2 separate regions of the Oncorhynchus kisutch genome follow, and region 1 is linked to region 2. The links are chromatin contacts, called in public Hi-C maps. All regions are on one chromosome and are shown on one strand. Each heading gives the region's core, a stretch centred on a gene start, on an enhancer-like site or on the middle of the called end of the contact. The rest is flanking DNA. Distances are from core to core; before and after follow the strand shown. Region 1 holds the start of LOC109906541 (nuclear factor 1 B-type). Region 2 holds the start of LOC116353974.

What was found. Hi-C and Micro-C count contacts between places; a contact is called where the count stands out from the background.
Region 1: a Hi-C map of muscle shows a contact between it and region 2, with 20 times the contacts expected there. The contact joins the promoter of LOC109906541 here to the promoter of LOC116353974 in region 2. A contact is called at or near these places in 2 of 2 Hi-C or Micro-C datasets (liver and muscle).

Annotation. Positions count from the first base shown.
Region 1 is chrLG16:26,146,751-26,151,933 of Okis_V2, reverse strand. LOC109906541 (nuclear factor 1 B-type) reads left to right here and starts at 3,237. Exons shown (of 12, transcript XM_031792111.1): 1 at 3,237-3,486. The coding sequence starts at 3,469.
Region 2 is chrLG16:25,995,235-26,000,194 of Okis_V2, reverse strand. LOC116353974 reads right to left here and starts at 3,407. Exons shown (of 2, transcript XM_031792124.1): 1 at 3,178-3,407; 2 at 1-2,912. The coding sequence starts at 344.

The sequences.
Region 1 (5,183 bases), core at 1,988-4,487, 150 kb before region 2:
GTACAGAGAGATCCTTGATGAAAACCTGCTCCAGAGTGCTCAGGACCTCAGACTGGCACAAAGGTTCACCTTCCAATAGGACAACAACCCTAAGCACACAGCCAAGACAACGCAGGAGTGGTTTCGGGACAAGTCTCTGAATGTCCTTGAGTGGCCCAGCCAGAGCCCGGACTTGAACCCGGTTAAACATCTCTGGAGAGACCTGAAAATAGCTGTGCAGCAACGCTCCCCATCCAACCTGACAGAGCTTGAGAGGATCTGCAGAGAAGAATGGGAGAAACTCCCCAAATACAGGTGTACCAAGCCAGTAGCATCATACCCAAGAAGACTCTAGGCTGTAATCACTGCCAAATGTGCTTCAACAAAGTACTAAGTAAAGGGTCTGACTACTTATGTAAATGTGTTATTTCAGTTTTTAAAAATTAGGAATTTTCAAAAATGTCTAAAAACATGTTTTTACTTTGTCTTTATGGGGTATTGTGTAAAAACGATTTGATCAATTTTAGAATAAGGCTGTAAAAAGTCAAAGGGTCTGAATATTTTCCAAATGCACTGTATCCATATACACTACTGTCCTTCTGGTAACTATGAGGGGAAATGATTTCTGTGTCTGTTATACATTACAATTCAAAACACACAGTCTGGGTCTCAAGATGGGCAGCAATGTGTTAATGTATTGCTAGTGTAACACTGTGGGTGCTAAAATTAAGAAGGGAGAATTACAAGCTTTGGGAAGTCTTGTCTTTAAATGGACCTTTGGCTTGTTTTCTACTGCCAAATGAGTCACACACTAAGTATGAGTATGACAGTGTTTATCTTAACATAATTTACAGAAAGTGTACAATACAAAGTCCCTGATAGAAGCTATCGTCTTGGATTTCAAATTGAACCATGGACATTCAGGATTTATGATTATTTTGTGAAATCGTAGTGAATAATACTTATCATAATATGATTCAATGAAATTAAATGAATAAACTGAGCATTCAATTTTCTCATTAGGCAACATATATATCATGTCCGTATTGCCAGCATATGTCCGACGGCCAATAGAACAAGGTTCAGTAACTTTGAGCACACTGAAATGTTCTTCTCGCTGTCCGCTGAAGCGTTTTGAAAAGGTGTGACCAAATAAGTGGAAAATGTATATATCATAATTTTAAATATTTGTGCAATTTGAATACAGAAAGAAGACAATGTACACAGTGCATTTCATGCAAAAATAACATTAAGTGTGGGCAGGTTGTGCGTAATGCGTGCGTAAAATGCGATCTGAAGAAGATTGCGGTTGTTTCGTCGAGGCATATAAACATACTCTTGAGTTATTTCGTCTACGTCTAAAATGTGGTCACATCTTATTCATGCATCTATCAAAACACCTCAAAAGCAATATCGAAACGAAAATAATCACATTTTCTCTATTGAAATTAGCCTAAGTTCTCAAATTCACTCTCAGCGCAGTCAGTCCACAAAATCTATCAGGCAGTCTTCGAAGTTTCGGTTGACCAACTTTTCCAACCTCTCTCCTTGGTGTCGATTTATACGCCACCTCCCTCCTTCGTAAAAAGGGAAGGACCGCTTTAAAAAAAAACTAAATTCCGAGCTTATGAGTTGAAATCAGATGAGGAGAAAGTTCTTAATTACCAGTAGCCAATTTATCGTAAAACGTGTTGGCCAGATAGGCATAAATTATGTGCACACATGCAATAACATATATCTCTTGTTTAGTTCATTTGACTGAGTTTTTGCAGAGTGCATTTCCCCCTTCCATGCACGTCATATCTAGGACAATATCAATAAGTCACTTTATAAAGCATCCTCATTTGCTCTTATAACGGGATTTCTGAACAATCAATGTTATTTGGCAAATGGAATATTGTTGCATTGATTGGAGGTCTGTGTCAAACACTTAAAATGATATAGCCTATACATGTTCCCCCCCCCCCCCCCCCGGAGTTAAACAAATGATAAAGAATCAATAACTCACTTTCAAATCAGCTGTATTATATTAGACTGTTAGGTTCAGTGACCTCTCTCGGCCATATTCACAATCTGCAGTTCTGTTGGACATTTGCATCCTCTGGAGCATTATTCACTTATCATTCATCAAACATGTTTAATTATAAAATATGTAACTACAATGGTAATGCATAGAACAAAATACAACATATTTGGACTATAAAACCCTGTCACTGTCCATTGTCAATTGGAGCCACCCAAGCCCGAACCTCCCTACTGTATTGGTTCAGAGAAATGTGATGCATTTGCCTCCTCATATAGAATATCAACGATTTCCATATTAATGAGGAAATAATTCACAGCGAGTAGTTCATTAAACCTAATTAGTTCAAATCAATAAAGGACAGTAGTCTTTACTGTTGGTAACCTATAGTACAATTTCATACTTAAAAAAATATATATAGTCTGTAAAAAACAAACAAATTGTATACAGTTTTTGCCTATAATAATCATGATAATATGCTAATAATAATATTACTAGCAATTTTACAAGGATTAGTAGTAGTAGTATAGTAGTAGCCCAGTATAGCCTGTAATATAGGCCTGATGATAATAATAGTGTATTATGATTATATGCCTAAGTGACATAATGACTTTCTTTGGTTTATCTTGTAACCACAGATCATTTAAGGGGATAATCTGTAGTTGATACATCCATTTCTGTAGGCTACATATAATGCAATAATGTGTACCCATTGATTCTTGACGAATATAACTTATAAATGCCTCGTGAGCTTAGTTTAACCCCATCAAAACCCAACACGTAAGCTTGTTTTATGCAATGTTTGTAAACAAAACAAACACTATATAGCCTCAACATGGTTCAGACTGTTTATGTGTTTTGTATCCATAACTGTGTTTATGAATTTGAGAGTGGTTACATGTATCCAGCCCCATCCCTCAGCTTTATATTATCAACTTCTGATTGCCACTTTACATTAACTCGTATCTATAAACCCTGAATAACCACAATGTATGCCAGTCCAGCAGTTTGCAGCCTATCATGTATTGACATGCAAGTAAAAGCCAAAAACACTGAGTAGCGAACGGAAGTGAAGGGCCCTACTGATGCCGCCGCCGCCCTGACCAATGAGAGGCGAGAATCCAAGTTCTAGGTGCGGAGCTCTCTTGGCTGCGCAGAGCTGCACGGGAGGCGGGCGGCAGTCAGACATGGAAAGTGAAGCCGTAGACCTGCCCAGTTACGAAAACTCAGCCTCTTCTGGATTGCGTTCAACAACTGAACAAACCAAAACCAATCCAAAAGTAAGAGTTGAAGAGGAAGGAATAAAAAAGCTGAGCTGCTGGCTGACTTGATTTTACGCGCCTTTCTGCCAATAATTATTTTCCGGTGTTGATTTTTTTGCAAGCACTAGCCTACAAAGTTGAACGTGAAAAATGTGAAGGCAACCGCCTTGTTTCACCCAGGTTCCAGGATCCCCCTTTAAATCCATGCAATACAGTTCAATGGTACGTGAACGTGGATTATTATTGCTATGTGTCATTTTCAAATGTTACAACATTGTATTTTTCCCATTAATGACTTGCTCTTCACCACAACCCGGTCTGGTTGAGCGGGTATAGAATTATGACAAGTGGACAAGACTATTATCAGATATACGATTATTTATGTTTTTTTTTCTTCTTTCGGTTGGCACACATCCTGCGTTAAACTCCACGGCCCCTCTGTTGTCAATGAACTACATTTGGAATGTGTGGAACAATTCCATAGGAGGTTACACATGCAACGCTTTTGGCACAATATAGTTTTCTGCAACCACATTTTGAGATAAAGAAGGTCACAACTATAGGGATAATTGTTCCCCTTTAGGCCACACCATATTTACACCACTGATACAGTCCAATAATGAGCGGTAACTTCCATGAAAAGGAAAATGTCAACATGAATTTATGAACACCATGTTCCTCTGCGCGCCTTGCATTGAAAAACAGGCATCCAGCCTACAGTAGTCCAGCCTACTTTTATGCCTCATGGCTTTTTTTGTCTCTCAGTCCGGATTAAAATAAACCATTGTTTACTATTTGATTGACACGAAATTATAGTTTAGGCGAACTGAGGCATTACTGTGGAGTTGACGCGAACCGTCAGTGCCGCTGTTCTTGTGAAATATAGGGTTGAACTCGTTGACAGGCCGCTGCTGTCCTCTGTTCCAGTAGTTCCTAAATGGTGGGTCTGGATCACTAGTCCAGACCTCATAGGTCGCAGCTATGTGTTGTCATGGTGAAAAACATTGTAGTCTCGTTTATGTGGTGGGTCATGCGTAAACTGAAATGACCTCAGGTGGGTCAAAGTTTTGGAAGCAGTCAACTGTTTAACCAACTCACATCAGAACCAGAACCATAACATACCGCACATTGAACAATGTCCTATACTGGTATAGTTTAGAAAAGTGCATATACTATATATTTGCCTTACATAGTTGACTTGGAATGTGTAGCTATGTGTATTTTAACATCGAAACTATAATGATCCACTGTTGCTGAACCATTTTCATTAAATGTGTGCCATCCAGGCAAATTTGCACTTTGATTTCACTTTCAAATTGTGTTGTGAATAGAGGGAGACATCGTATATATTGTGGAGTGTGAAATGCATTTTGGAAGTGTATTATAAGCCACGTCGGGCATTTCTATTAGATGTTCTGTTACATTATGCCTAGCCTATACTGTATAGGGAAATTATCGACGCTATTAGGCTTGTTTGTAAAACAGAGAGTTCGAATAAGGCCTCTAGTCCATATCGTATCTGTAAGGGAATTTTCCATTCCAATTCCTTTTCGAACCGGCACGCTGGTCCAAAGTCTTCTGTTGAAAAAAATCATAACTCAGAGAGCGAAGGGGGGGAGAGTTTAATGCTGTGTTTTCTGAGGGAGACGGGAAGGTGGGCTGGTGGCAATGGAATGCGTTTGTTGGAAGGGGAGGAGTATGACTATGTAATTAAGTGAGAAGAAAAATCTTGGCGACTGATTTGTTAGTATCGCTCAGACGGAGGGTGTACCGGTCGATATTCTAGGCTATCAAGTTTGAAGAGTGTGGGTTTCCAAAATTCAGCGCTTTCTATACTTTTCAAAATGCTTTTATGAATTGACTTCTCACGTTATAAAGCGAACGGTTCCAGAGTAGCGAGATTTATTTTCATTTGCGCC
Region 2 (4,960 bases), core at 2,158-4,657:
GGCATAGGGAGAGAGTGATAAAGAGGTCCCATATGGCAGGCGCATGGATCTGGGCATAGGGAGAGAGTGATAAAGAGGTCCCATATGGCAGGCGCATGGATCTGGGCATAGGGAGAGAGTGATAAAGAGGTCCCATATGGCAGGCGCATGGATCTGGGCATAGGGAGAGAGTGATAAAGAGGTCCCATATGGCAGGCGCATGGATCTGGGCATAGGGAGAGAGTGATAAAGAGGCCCCATATGGCAGGCGCATGGATCTGGGCATAGGGAGAGAGTGATAAAGAGGTCCCATATGGCAGGCGCATGGATCTGGGCATAGGGAGAGAGTGATAAAGAGGTCCCATATGTGTGTCTCTTTCTCTTTGTTAGTTCCCAAGCAAACAGAAGCCCTCTTCAGCAGATTGAGTGAAATGAACGTTGTTTTAGATGTCCAGATATGTGGCCCTCATTTGCATAAGGAGCTCACATCACAAGCGGTAGAAATATGAAGTTAGACTCTCATATTGAGTAGTGTGCATTAAAGGGACTTCCTGAATGCCAAAATGAAAGTTCTCTGGCATAAAATCATCTTTTTTTTCCAAATAAGATTTACTTGTTCAAATACACCATTTTAATTTGAAAATGTATATCCAGGCTTTCATACAGTATATTTCAGCACATTACCTATATATTCTATTTTATTTGTCCTTTTTTTATTACACAATGTTAAGATTTACTTTTCAAATACACCATTTAAATGTGAATATTTACATACAGGCTTTCATATAGCACACTATCTATAAAGACACTATATAATCTGTACATTGCATCACAACATTTCAATGACAAACATTACCATTCCATGTCAAATAAATAAATGGTTAAAATGACAAAATATCAGAGTCTGAATATGAAGTTAACATGATAAACCCCCCCTTTAAACACAAACCGAAAAAAATAATTCTCTAAAGACAATCAAAATACACATATGTTAGTTCAATGCATTCTAGAATACAGGACATGTACGTATAGGCTACCAATATGCAGCATGATTCTTCATAGGGACTGAATAGGTGTATAACTACTGTATCTACTGTTTACTAGGTGTAAATGTTCAATTTAATTTGAGAGGCCCAGAGGCTCAAAGTTCTTGATTGACCAATGTTATTAGTTGGTAGTCAAATGTCCCAGTAAGACTTCACTTGTTGTTTCTCCAGTACTTTCATCAGATAAAGAGTTGATCAGATGCAAAGCAAAGTCTGATATTTTGTCCCAATCTTTTTTAATGTTGACCACCACATTTTGTTTCGTCTCATCTTCATATGTTACTTCAGAAATGGACTCTAGATCACTTATTGCGCCTTGAACCACATACGCCTTAGCTATTCTCTCTAGTTTATCCTCCATATGAATCTCCGCCTGTTCCAAAACATTCTTCTCAAACTGAGCCCTGTGAGAAGACTTTCGACAGCAGAACTCATTCCAAGGCAATACAGACAGGGTCAACAGCCCTACAATTCCGAGCACCACCAGTAAGCCAAATACCTCTGAATCATTTTTTAGGTCAGCTATGGTTGCTTTTTCTGTCAAATTGAGCTCACTGCTTTTCTTGCAGGTAAGTGCTCTAGAGCTGTAATTTAGGCAGCACGTGTACCAGAACCCATTGATGAGAACAGAGGCAACCCAGAGTAACCCTGTTGCAGCCGCCTTGAAGAGGAATTTGAACAGTGCCGCGCAGAAATGACCTCTGAGTTTACACTCACGCTCGCATTTGCATGTAAATCGAAGGATTCTTCTGAAATGTTTATCGACAAAGAGAATCATGAAAAAAATGATCAAAGTTGGTAACGCTAAGTAGGTACCACAATGCCAAGAGCTTCTATCAGGTGAACAGGAGCATTGCAGGTGAATCTGAAATTCAAAATAGTATACTACGAGAAAAATTATGACCACATAAACACCTGCCGATGCTGTCAGGTGTTTGAAGATCACTTTTTGTCCAGTTTTATAGCCCAGCATGTCCCACATGTTGACCGAACAGCCGGTTAGCAGATTTCTCAGGTTTTATATAGTGTCCACGTCTGTCAATCTGTCTCTGTCCAGATGTTTGGAGTTCTGTCTGTTTCGGATACACAGGCCTCTTCTAGTCTCAGGTTGGTGGATAATTCCCGAGGGTGATGCAGAGCCACAGATGCTACCAGTCCACTTGAGTAATACAGTTTTGTAGTATCAGTTAGAGGAGGTTCACAGCCCTAAAAATGTTCTTGGTTCTGACTATTGTTTTATAATAACCCACCCTATCCCATGACTCTACTGTGCTCGTGCTGGGAGGTGACAGACAGATTATTGGAATCTCCCACAATGTTAGTCACTTCCCTGTTGCCAGTGGCTCTGAGGAAGTTTGTAGGTGCGAATGGTTGTGTGTTTTGGAGGAACAACTGAAAAATTGTCCTGAAACTGAAAGCCCTAATATTTCAACAAAATGTCATGGGATCTTATACACATGATAAATTCTCACTTAGCCTATACAAATACAATTCGGCTTTATTCATGAAATATCAATCTCACAGGAAAACAGTGGTTTCTACAGCGTAAACAACACCCAGCGTAAACAACACCCAAAGAGACCAGGGGATGTTGTGTGCTTTTAGGCCTATGACTGGCAAAGTTCAATCAGTTGATGCCATACGACAACCCCACCACCATGCAGCCTCCCTCCCTCCACTAGCCTGTCTAGACAAAGTGTCCATTGTCCCTTTGCCCCACAACCACCAACACTCCTAAAAGAATTTCAACATGCCGCCTCACCAACTGTAACCTTACAGCAAAACAGTAGCGTGCGTGTGTAACAGATGTATATGTACTCTCCATGCGTTGTGTTTTCTCAAAATAAATCACTTCGGCCAGTGGTCCCAGTTGAGCATCATTTATTTCTGTTGTTAAATGGGAAACAGCATGTTAGTTGTGCAGGGCTTAATGGTATTGATGGCTGTAGATGGCAAAATCTGTAGCATGAAGACAACTGTGTTAGCAGTGGCTTATGTGACCATTACATCAGTGTATGCTAGCTAACACACTTATTTACAGCAATCATATGCCAAAGAACATCCCAGAAATCCCCTCAATCCCTAACAGGTACCATATACCCACACATGTATAAATCAGTAACGTACAGCAAACTTGTACACATTGACCTACCCCTTGCATCACATTTTCGTACTAGGAAGACCTGACATTCGCGATATCCTCCATCTGCAAGCGGGGCCAATCGCAACACACCTTATTGTCATCAGAGTTGAACTAACCAATAAGAATGCTTGAACATTAAATACACATTTCTTTTAGAGGCAAGTGGAAACATAACCAACCCTGTTACATGTGGGTAAAATGACAGAGGGAAATAATCCATATTATAACCTATGTTGTGATAATTACGTTGTTTTCTCTATATCCCATTAGTTCTTACGCCACAGTGAAATACAATAAGGCCGTGAGAACAAAAAGACAACAGTCACACAGTGGAATAAATTAAAGTACACATATGTTTGTTTCATCACAAAACCAGAGACCAACATCTGCCCAGTGAAAACCACAAAGCAAATATTGCATTAACAAACCGGCAGCATGGTCAAGCAAGATAATGTTTTTGACAGTTTACTAAACAGCTGCTGATTTAATATCACGGAGTTACTGCAAGTCAGCACAAAGACAACAGGAACACTGCTTCCACTATTCCAGCACCATTTACACTGAAACATTTAAACATCATCAAATCAACAAGGCTGTATGCTTCATGAAGTACACTGAAAACTAACTTAAAGATACCAAAAACGATTTAGTCCAATCATTGTTGCTAAATATCATGTTTCTGTCCATAGTACTGATTTGTGTGTGTGTGTGTGTGTGTGTGTGTGTGTGTATGTGTGTGCAAGTAAAACCAGACTGTTGATTCACCCTACTTGTAGACTAGTTGAAAGCCAATGCCATCCTCCTCTCTTCATGTTGGTAAAATGGTCCATGGCTCTGTTATACAAAGTATCACATTTATTTTTTTGTTGTCATAGGCTATCTAGCTAAAATGTTTGCTAGACTAACTTCCTGGCATGGGCAACAATGAACCAGCTAGTTAACGTTAGCTAGTTAACGTGAGCCTACTAGGTGACATCTAGGCTACATATTGAACTTAAATCGTCTGAGGCCAGTGGCACATTCTTTTATGGTTAGATCAGAATCGGCATCATAATCATTGGCCATAATCATTGGCCTGTACAGCGAATTAAGTCAAAACCACAAATCCAAATCCTCATCTTCATCCATGGCTTAGGAAAGGGACGATTTAGCAAGCTAGCTGCTGCAGGACCGGCCAGAAACAGACACATATTTCTGAAAATGATGTTTTGCATGGGAAGTGATTTGATTGGTCTGAAGCCAAATCCAAACTGGCCTCCCTTGCGGGGTGTTTTGCTAATTATGTAAGAGCACTCAGTACTGGAAGAGAGCTCAGTACTGTAAGAGTACTCAGTACTGTAAGAGAGCTCAGTACTGTAAGAGTACTCAGTGCTGTAAGAGCACTCATTACTGTAAGAGAGCTCAGTACTGTAAGAGAGCTCAGTACTGTAAGAGAGCTCAGTACTGTAAGAGAGCTCAGTACTGTAAGAGAGCTCAGTACTGTAAGACTACTCAGTACTGAGTGTCTGCTAAAGGACACATGTAAAAATAAATTACATGTAAAGTGGATTTAATGGTGTTCTTAATGTTTTGTATACTCAGTGAACATCCTATATGGGTTAACCATGCAGAGCTAAGAGTCTCTCACATGTTCCTTTCCCTGGCCTGCACTTCTACAACCACTTTCACAACCACCACTGTTACCCCCCCCCCCCCCCCCCCCCCATCCCTCCATCACCACTACCATCACACTTCAGCCACCACCACAGAACGGAATAGTGCATCAGACAGAGAGTGATAGTAGCAGTAACCT